Linked DNA regions of Oryctolagus cuniculus: region 1 is linked to region 2. Evidence: chromatin contacts called from public Micro-C data. All regions are on one chromosome and are shown on one strand. Each heading gives the region's core, a stretch centred on a gene start, on an enhancer-like site or on the middle of the called end of the contact. The rest is flanking DNA. Distances are from core to core; before and after follow the strand shown.

Region 1 (4,072 bases), core at 957-3,456, 140 kb before region 2:
GCCTTTGTTCTCCAAGAGCTTCCAGCTCTTCCCAGAGCCAGGTGTTCCAGATAGGGCCTCAAGGGCTAACTGCCTTCTGCAGGGGAAACCAGCACTTTTGTGTGGAAAGTAACTCCTTTAATGCCAGTAGCAGGCTGTTGTCTGTGAAACTACAGAATGTTTCATAGAAAACACCAGACAGGGATTCACGTGCGCTTCAGAACATGAAAGAAAAGGAATTTTTTTTTTTTTTTGGTTTTAAATTTACATCTGCATCTTGCCCCAACCCTCCCACTGTCTCTTTTGACTTATTCCTTTTTTTTGTTTATTTCCCTGCTTTGTCCTCTTTGATTCCTTCCCTTCTACATCTCCAAAGTCTGAGCTGGGGCGGAGATAATGGTCAACCATGGTCTGAGAGACGTAATACAGGAAATAGTTTGATCTTCTTATTTTCCTTCTGGAGTCCTCATTAAGTGAAAGGCAACCCTGGAGTTCATGGCAGCTGAGCAAGACCATCAGCAGAGAGGTATTCCTGCATCAACCCCAGCTCTTCTGAAAGTGGTAATAGGAAGTCATAAGCTGAGGCAAGATGAGCTGATGTTTTCAATGTTCTGCATAAAATAGCACTAACATTTACAATGTGAGGAGATTATATTCTGGATCCTAAATCTTTCCATTTGCTTTGTTGTTTTCATGAACGTGTAAGTATCAGTTACCTACTATTGCTGTACAACAGATCACCCCAAAACTTTGGGACTTAAAGGCACCAGCCACTGACTCTTGGAGAGGACCCAGCAGGGATGGCTTTGCTCCACAAGTTTGTTTGGCTGAGGCATCTGAAACTGAACCCAAGCTTGGGAGTCCAAGATGGCCCTCCTTACTGTCTAGGGTCTCAGCTGCGACAAGGTTGGCTGGACCTCTCTCAAACTTACAATCTTTCCTCCTCTGGAGTCTCCTTTCTTAAGAATCCACCCCAACAGAACAGCTTTGTTTCTTTGCATGGAAGCTGAGTTTCAAGATAGCAACAGTAGAGAACAAGACCTTTTGAGGTCTAGGACCAGAAATTGTTCCATGTTGCTTCTACCACATTATAGTGGTTAAAGAAAGTCTCAAATCCAGTCCAGATTCAAGGGTAGAGGGGGCTCCAAATTTATGAATTCAGGAAAGCGGGATTCATCAGGAGCTAAAATAGTTCCTTTTATTTACCAATTTGTCTAGGCTATGGTAACCCAGATATTTGCCCAAACATTATTCTAGATGTTTCTTTTTTTAGATTTATTTATTTATTTATTTATTTATTTATTTAAAAGGCAGAGTTACAGAGACAGAGAGAGGAAAAGACAAAGAGAGATGTTTCATCTGCTGGTTCACTCCCCCAAATGGTTGCAATGGCTGGAGCTGGGCTGGTCTGAAGCCAGGAGCCAGGAGATTCTTCCAGGTCTCTCACATGGATACAGGGGCCCAAGCACTTTGCCCATCTTCCACTGCTTTCCCAGGCACATTAGCAGGGAGCTGGATCACAAGTGAAGCACCCAGGTCTCAAACACACACCCATATGGGATGCCGGCATCTCAGGCAGTGGCTTAACTAGCTACACCAGAGTGCCAGCCCATCAATGTTTCTGTGATGGCATTTTAAAATGAGAATGAACATTTACCATTTAAATGGATAGACTTGGAGTAAAACAGATTACCCTGCATAAAGCGGATGGGCCTCAACCAGTCAGTTAGTTACAGGCCTTGGTAGAAACAGAGGAACAAGGGGATTTTACCAGCAGACTGCCTCTGTACTTTAACTGCAGTACCAACTCTCCCCAGCCTGCTAGTCTACCCCACATATTTTGAACTTGCCAGCCTCTACAATTGCATAAGCTAATTCCTTAAAATCCCTCTCTTCTTATTTACATGTACATTTATATGTATATGTGCATATGTTTGTGCATGCATGTGTGTGCGTGTGTGTGTGTGTGTGTGTGTATAAACACACGTATCCTATTGGTTCTAGTTCTCTGGATGACTAATACAGGGACCTTTTTGCAATAAGCACCCTGCATTTTCCAAGACAGGAAGGCCCATAATGCCTGGAATGATGATTAATGGCTCAACATACCCAAGGACACTAGGTAGAGAGCCAGTGTATAAAACATTAGAGGACATGAAGGATAACAAGTACAGCAGCCACTAGCTGACAAATGATTCACAAGCATAAAAACTACCTACTTGAGAAATGTTGAAATGACAAAGACTGATTCAGAAAACCGGCCAAACTGGTTGAGCCATAAAACAGTACAAGTATATAACCAAGTCAGTTTCACAACAAGGATAATGTACTTTATGATTGGCAATAAACTTGGGCGAGCTTTATCTTCATTGCTGGCATTTGCTGTATGTGTTATCTTCAGCATACCATGCTCCAGCTCTAGCACATGCCCTATTTTGAAATCAAAAACATTAAGCTTAAAGCTAATGCTAGGGGCAGGCATTGTGGTGCAGCAGATTAAGCTGCTTGGGACACCCACATCCCATATCAGAGTGTATGGATCCAGCTTCCTGCTATTGCACCTGGAAGGCCCAAGTACTTGAGTTCCTGCCTCCCCTGTGGGAGATCTGGAGGGAATTCCTGGCTACTGGCTTTTGCCTGGCCTAGCCCTGGCTTGTTGCTGGTATCTGGGGAGTGGATCAAAGTGCTCTCACTCTCTCTCTCTCTCTCTCTCATCCTGTCACTTTGCCTTTCAAATAAATAAATAAATCCTTTTAAAAAACTAATGCGGGGCAGGGGGGCAGCGCTATGGTGCAGGGGGTTAAAGCCCTGGCCTGAAGCACCAGCATCCCATATGGGTGCTGGTTCTGGTCCTGGCTGCTCCTCTTCCGATCCAGCTCTCTGCTGTGGCCTGGGATAGCAGTAGAAGAAGGCACAAGTCCTTGGGCTCCTGCACCCATGTGGGAGATCCGGACGAAGCTCCTAGCTCCTGGCTTCGGATTGGCACAACTCTGACCATTGTGGCCATCTGGGGAGTGAATCAGAGGAGGGAAGACCTTCTCTCTCTCTCTCTCTCTCTCTCTCTCTCTGTAACTCTGTCTTTCAAATAAACAAAATAAATTTTAAAAAAGACACTAATACTGGGGTCAGCACTGTGGCATAGTAGGCTAAGCCTCCACCCGTGGTGTCAGCATCCCATATGGGCGCCAGTTCGAGACCCAGCTGCTCCACTTCCGATCCAGCTCACTGACATGGCCTGGGAAAGCAGTAAAAGATGGCCCAAGTGCTTGGGTCCCTGCACCTCATGGGATACCTGGAAGAAGCTCCTGGCTCCTGGCTCCTGGCTCCTAGCTCCTGACTTAGGATCGACCCAGCTCTGGCTATTGGGGACATTTGGAGAGTGAACCAGTAGATGAAAGACCTCTCTCTTTCTCTCCCTCTCTCTGTCTGCAACTCTGCCTCTCAAATAAATAAACAAAATCTTTTAAAAAACTTAATGCTAATGAAATGGGGCTGTATTCATTTGCAAAGACTGCTATCACAAACTACCATAAACTGAAAGGCTCAAACATGACAAATGCATTGTCTCACAATTCTAGCAGCTAGAAAGTCAAGACCAAGATATTGGCAGGGCCATGAACAGTCCTTGAATATGCTGTGGAAAGATGTTCTCCCTGTTTCTCCTTTACTCTCTGGTGGTTTGCTTCCAGTCTTTGGTGGTCCTTGACTTTTAGATGCATCACCCCAACCTCTGCCTTGATATCTACCTGGTATCTCTCTCTCTCTCTCTCTCTCTCTCTCTCTCTTTCTCTCTCTCTCTCTCTCTCTGTGTACAATTTTCCCCTTTATATAGGAACACTTGTCATATTGGATTGGGGACTACCCTACCCTAGTATGGTCTCATCTTCATGAATTATGTTGAAATGGCACAATTTCTAAATAATGTCACATTCTGAGGTGCTGGAGTTAGGACTTCAACATATGAATTTGGGGACAGGGACACAACTTGATGCATAACAATGGACTACAGTACTAGTAAATTAAAATGTAAGATCTTCACAAAAATAACTCAAACTCTTTGTCTAAGCATTTTTGTGACCTAGATGACGACCCT
Region 2 (3,763 bases), core at 227-2,726:
AATTGAGTTTTGATGAGCTTATAACACTCAGGAAAAGCTTCACTGCTCAGAACATATTGGCTTCACATACAGTCAACGAGTCTGATTTTCCAATTACCAGTTGTTGATTCATTCATCCATTCTTTCAACAAGGCTGTTCCTGCTCTATCCTGTTTGCCAAGAAAATAATCTTGGCTTAAAATGGAGATTACCTTCATGTTTTTCCCACTTCAAAAATGTCTTTGGGACTGGCATGGTGGTGCAGTGGATTAACACCGTGGCCTGAAGCACCGGCATCCTATACAGGTGCCGGTTCGAGAGCTGGCTGCTCCATTTCCCATCCAGCTCTTTGCTATGGCCTGTGAAAGCAGTAGAAGATGGCCCAAGTCCTTAGGCCACTGTACCCGCATGGGAGACCCGGAGGAAGCTCCTGGCTCCTGGCTTTGGATCGGCGCAGCTCCAGCCTTTGTGGCCATCTGGGGAGTGAACCAGCAGATGGAAGACCTCTCTCTCACTGTGTGTGTGTGTGTGTCTCCTCTCTTTGTGTAACTCTTTCAAATGAAAAAAAAAAAGTGTCTTTAGCTTCCAGCCACAGAACTGACAGTGACTAATGAAGGCAACTTGATAAAGTAGCTGAAGTGGTATAGCAATGTTGCCACCTGTAATGTATCCTTCCATGAAATTAATCAGGTCATATGACTTAAACACTCAAAACCTTCCTGTAACTTTCCATAGCACTTAAGCTAACAACCAGCCAGGCCTTAGATTATCTGGCTTTGGCATTTTCCAAACTCAGTTCCCACTGCATGCTTTTGTTCACTCCTTTCCAGCAATACCTTACTATTGGTAAACAAAGCCAGCCAGCTCTCACCTCAGTGCTTTCGCACGGCTGTACCCCTGCCTGGGACCTTTTTCCCTCATTTCATTCATACCTCGGCTCCAACATCATCGCATCAGATGGGTGTTTTTGGAATCCTATCTAAAAGATCATCATCTCTGTGCTCCTGATTTTATGCTACGCATTTCTTTGATTGTTGTTTGCTATCTATCTACATCATGGGAATGCCAGCTCCTTAAAGCCAGCAGCTTTGATCTGTTTTTCTTGTTGTATTCCCAGCGCACTGCAGGCAGGCAAAAAAAAAATGAATCTTGGCAATTATTAAGCAAGGGAGAGACTCAGAGAAAATGAATCAAGGCACGTTCTATTGTAGCAAGGTATGACTGGATCCTGGGATCTAAGCCACTTAACAGCTACAGGGCACACACTTGCCGAAGCTGGACAAAATACAGGGTTTCATAATTCACTATTGATTTTTTTCCCTCACATTTCTGTACTTGCAGGTAGGGAGGAGCTGTGCTCAGTCAATTAACCTGGTGACAGGCACCAAAGCTACAGTAAGAATTCAGCCAAAACAGCATTACATAATCCAAGGTTGGCATAGAAGGTTAAAACTCCAAAGACAGAAAAATAGAATTTATAACCCCTCCCTCACTTCGCAGCCTTGAGTTTCCCATTGTGTCAAGTGTGAATCATCTTCATGGTATTTTACATCCTTGCTGTGCCCCATGGAGATAACCAGCTTGTCACCTTCCTTCATCTGTACCTTTAAGGATATTGATAAATCATAAAAATAATCAAGCATTTAAATGGTTTAATCCAATCTCTGAGGGTTTCGATAGGAAATGCTGCAGTTCTCTCCTGTCTGTTTGAAAGTACTGATAGTGATTTTAATCATTGGCCTTCTGCGTCCGGCATTACCTGTCCAAATGTTGGTTCAAGTTTGCCCTCTAGAGGAGAATAGCCAGAATGCCTTGAGAGTGTTGCTGAAAGGCACGATGTTCTCAACTCCATCACTTGGCTTTACTAGTTGACTCTTATTTTCTGTTTCATATGCTTCTACATTATTGAAGGTGTATCAGCAGTTACCTTTATGAGCAAAAATGTTTGTATTTTAGGGAGTGAAAATAGTAACTTTGAACACAATTTTTCATTCTGAGAGACTAATAAATATAAGGGTATTTCTAAAAGTTCATGGAAGGGGGCCAGTGCTGTGGCCCAGTGGGTAAACTGCCGCCACCGCCTGCAGTGTCGGCATCCCATGTGGGCACCGGTTCAAGTCCTGGCTGCTTCACTTCTGATCCAGCTCTCTGCTATGGCCTGGGAAAGCAGTGGAAAATGGCCCAAGTCCTTGGGCCCTTGCACCAGCGTGGGGAGACCTGGAGGAAGCTCCCGGCTCCTGTCTTCGGATCGGCCCAGTTCCAGCCATTGCAGCCATTTGGGGAGTGAACCAGCGGATGGAAGACTCTCTCTCTGCCTCTGCTTCTCTGTGACTCTGCCTTTCAAATAAATAAATAAATAAAATCTTTAAAAAGAAAAAGTTCATGGAGGAGCAAACCTCTAGTCTTATGGTTAAGATGCCCAAGTCCCACATTGAAGTGCCTCGGTTTTATTCCTAGCTCTGGCTCCTGACTCCAGTTTCCCATCAGTGTAGACAATAAGGGTACAGTGGTGATGGCTCCAATAATTAGGTTCCTGCCATCTACGTGGAAGACCTGGGTTGTATTCCAAATTTCCAGGCTTTGGCCCTCACCCAACTCCAGCCCTGGGAATGAACCAATGGAAGGGAATGTGTTCTCTCTCTCTTCCTCTCAGATAAATAAATAATAAAAATTTAACTTTGAAAAGTTCATGGAGAATTCTATTATGAAAAAAAATGTGCATGAATTTCAAAACTTTTTTAGGAGAAAATAAACTTACCTCCGTTGTGGGGCTTTTCAAATGAGGACACAGGACACGGGAGCGTCCATTCTCAGAGTGTGCCAATGGATAGTCATGCGCTCCCACTTTTATTTAGAGGGTACCAACAATTCTACAAGCCACCGTAGGCAAGGTTATATATCAACTTAAGGATCTGGGAAAAGGAATTTGGTCTGGTGGTCTAAGATAGGGATTAGAGCTGTGTTGTAAATCTTCAGAGACAAACCCATTTAAATGCTCCTACAAATTTACAAATTCCCAAAAATGCCCCCAGGTACCAATTAACATCCATTAGGCCCCTGCTGCTCCCGAGGCCACATTCCTTGGGGGTGGGTGCGCCCATCCCCCTGGGAGCAAAAACTGTGGCCATGCCTCTAATTTCAGAAGAGTTTGCTGTCTGAGAGATACTTATGCAGCATCTTCTACACTCCTCCATGTTGTAGTGGGATTCATGAACAGAGACAAGACACCAAGGCCTTCAACAGGAAGCAGTCTTGATGATGATGATGGTGATGATGATGGTATAAGGTTCAGTTGGATTCATATCCAAAAAGACTAAGCCCCAAAGAAAGAGAAGCATTTCCTTATATGTCTTTTTAGTTTCTTATTCCCCAAAATGTGGTTATACACATACATTTCATTGGATATTCTAATGGTATGTGGCAGTTCAAGGAAGCAATGCAATACTGAGCATGCATACATAGTTACTGATGATATTTAACTGGTTTTCCTTAAATACATTAGTATTTCTTCCACATACTTACTGAGCTGTATGCTCTCTGGCAAGACTCTGTGCTAGCAAGCAGAGGCTGAAACAGTTACAGGCAAGCAGGTAATGACTACAATCCATTCCCTGGATACATTTCTTTCTTCTTTGATTTCCATTTTGGGAATACAATTGAGGATATCAAGTACTGCACTCCTGCCTGTATTGCAAATGCTCCTTGCCATGCACATCACACACATACTAACTTGGGACCAGCTTCTAAAGGGAAATGAAGGTCCTAACTCGCTTCAGGAACATGA

Evidence for each region. Hi-C and Micro-C count contacts between places; a contact is called where the count stands out from the background.
Region 1: a Micro-C map of ear pinna shows a contact between it and region 2, with 18 times the contacts expected there. The contact joins two enhancer-like sites. A contact is called at or near these places in 4 of 6 Hi-C or Micro-C datasets (ear pinna, psoas muscle, skin fibroblasts and 1 more).

Annotation. Positions count from the first base shown.
Region 1 is chr4:55,152,530-55,156,601 of mOryCun1.1, reverse strand. No RefSeq gene overlaps it. Among named protein-coding and RNA genes, the nearest start is that of ADGRG7, 6.8 kb to the left of the region's middle. Within about 2 kb of position 2,206, at least 2 of the 8 cell types and tissues checked have an H3K27ac peak or open chromatin away from gene starts, as enhancers often do. A contact at or near this core is called in ear pinna, where this site is marked.
Region 2 is chr4:55,013,809-55,017,571 of mOryCun1.1, reverse strand. No RefSeq gene overlaps it. Among named protein-coding and RNA genes, the nearest start is that of LNP1, 20 kb to the right of the region's middle. Within about 2 kb of position 1,476, at least 2 of the 8 cell types and tissues checked have an H3K27ac peak or open chromatin away from gene starts, as enhancers often do. A contact at or near this core is called in ear pinna, where this site is marked.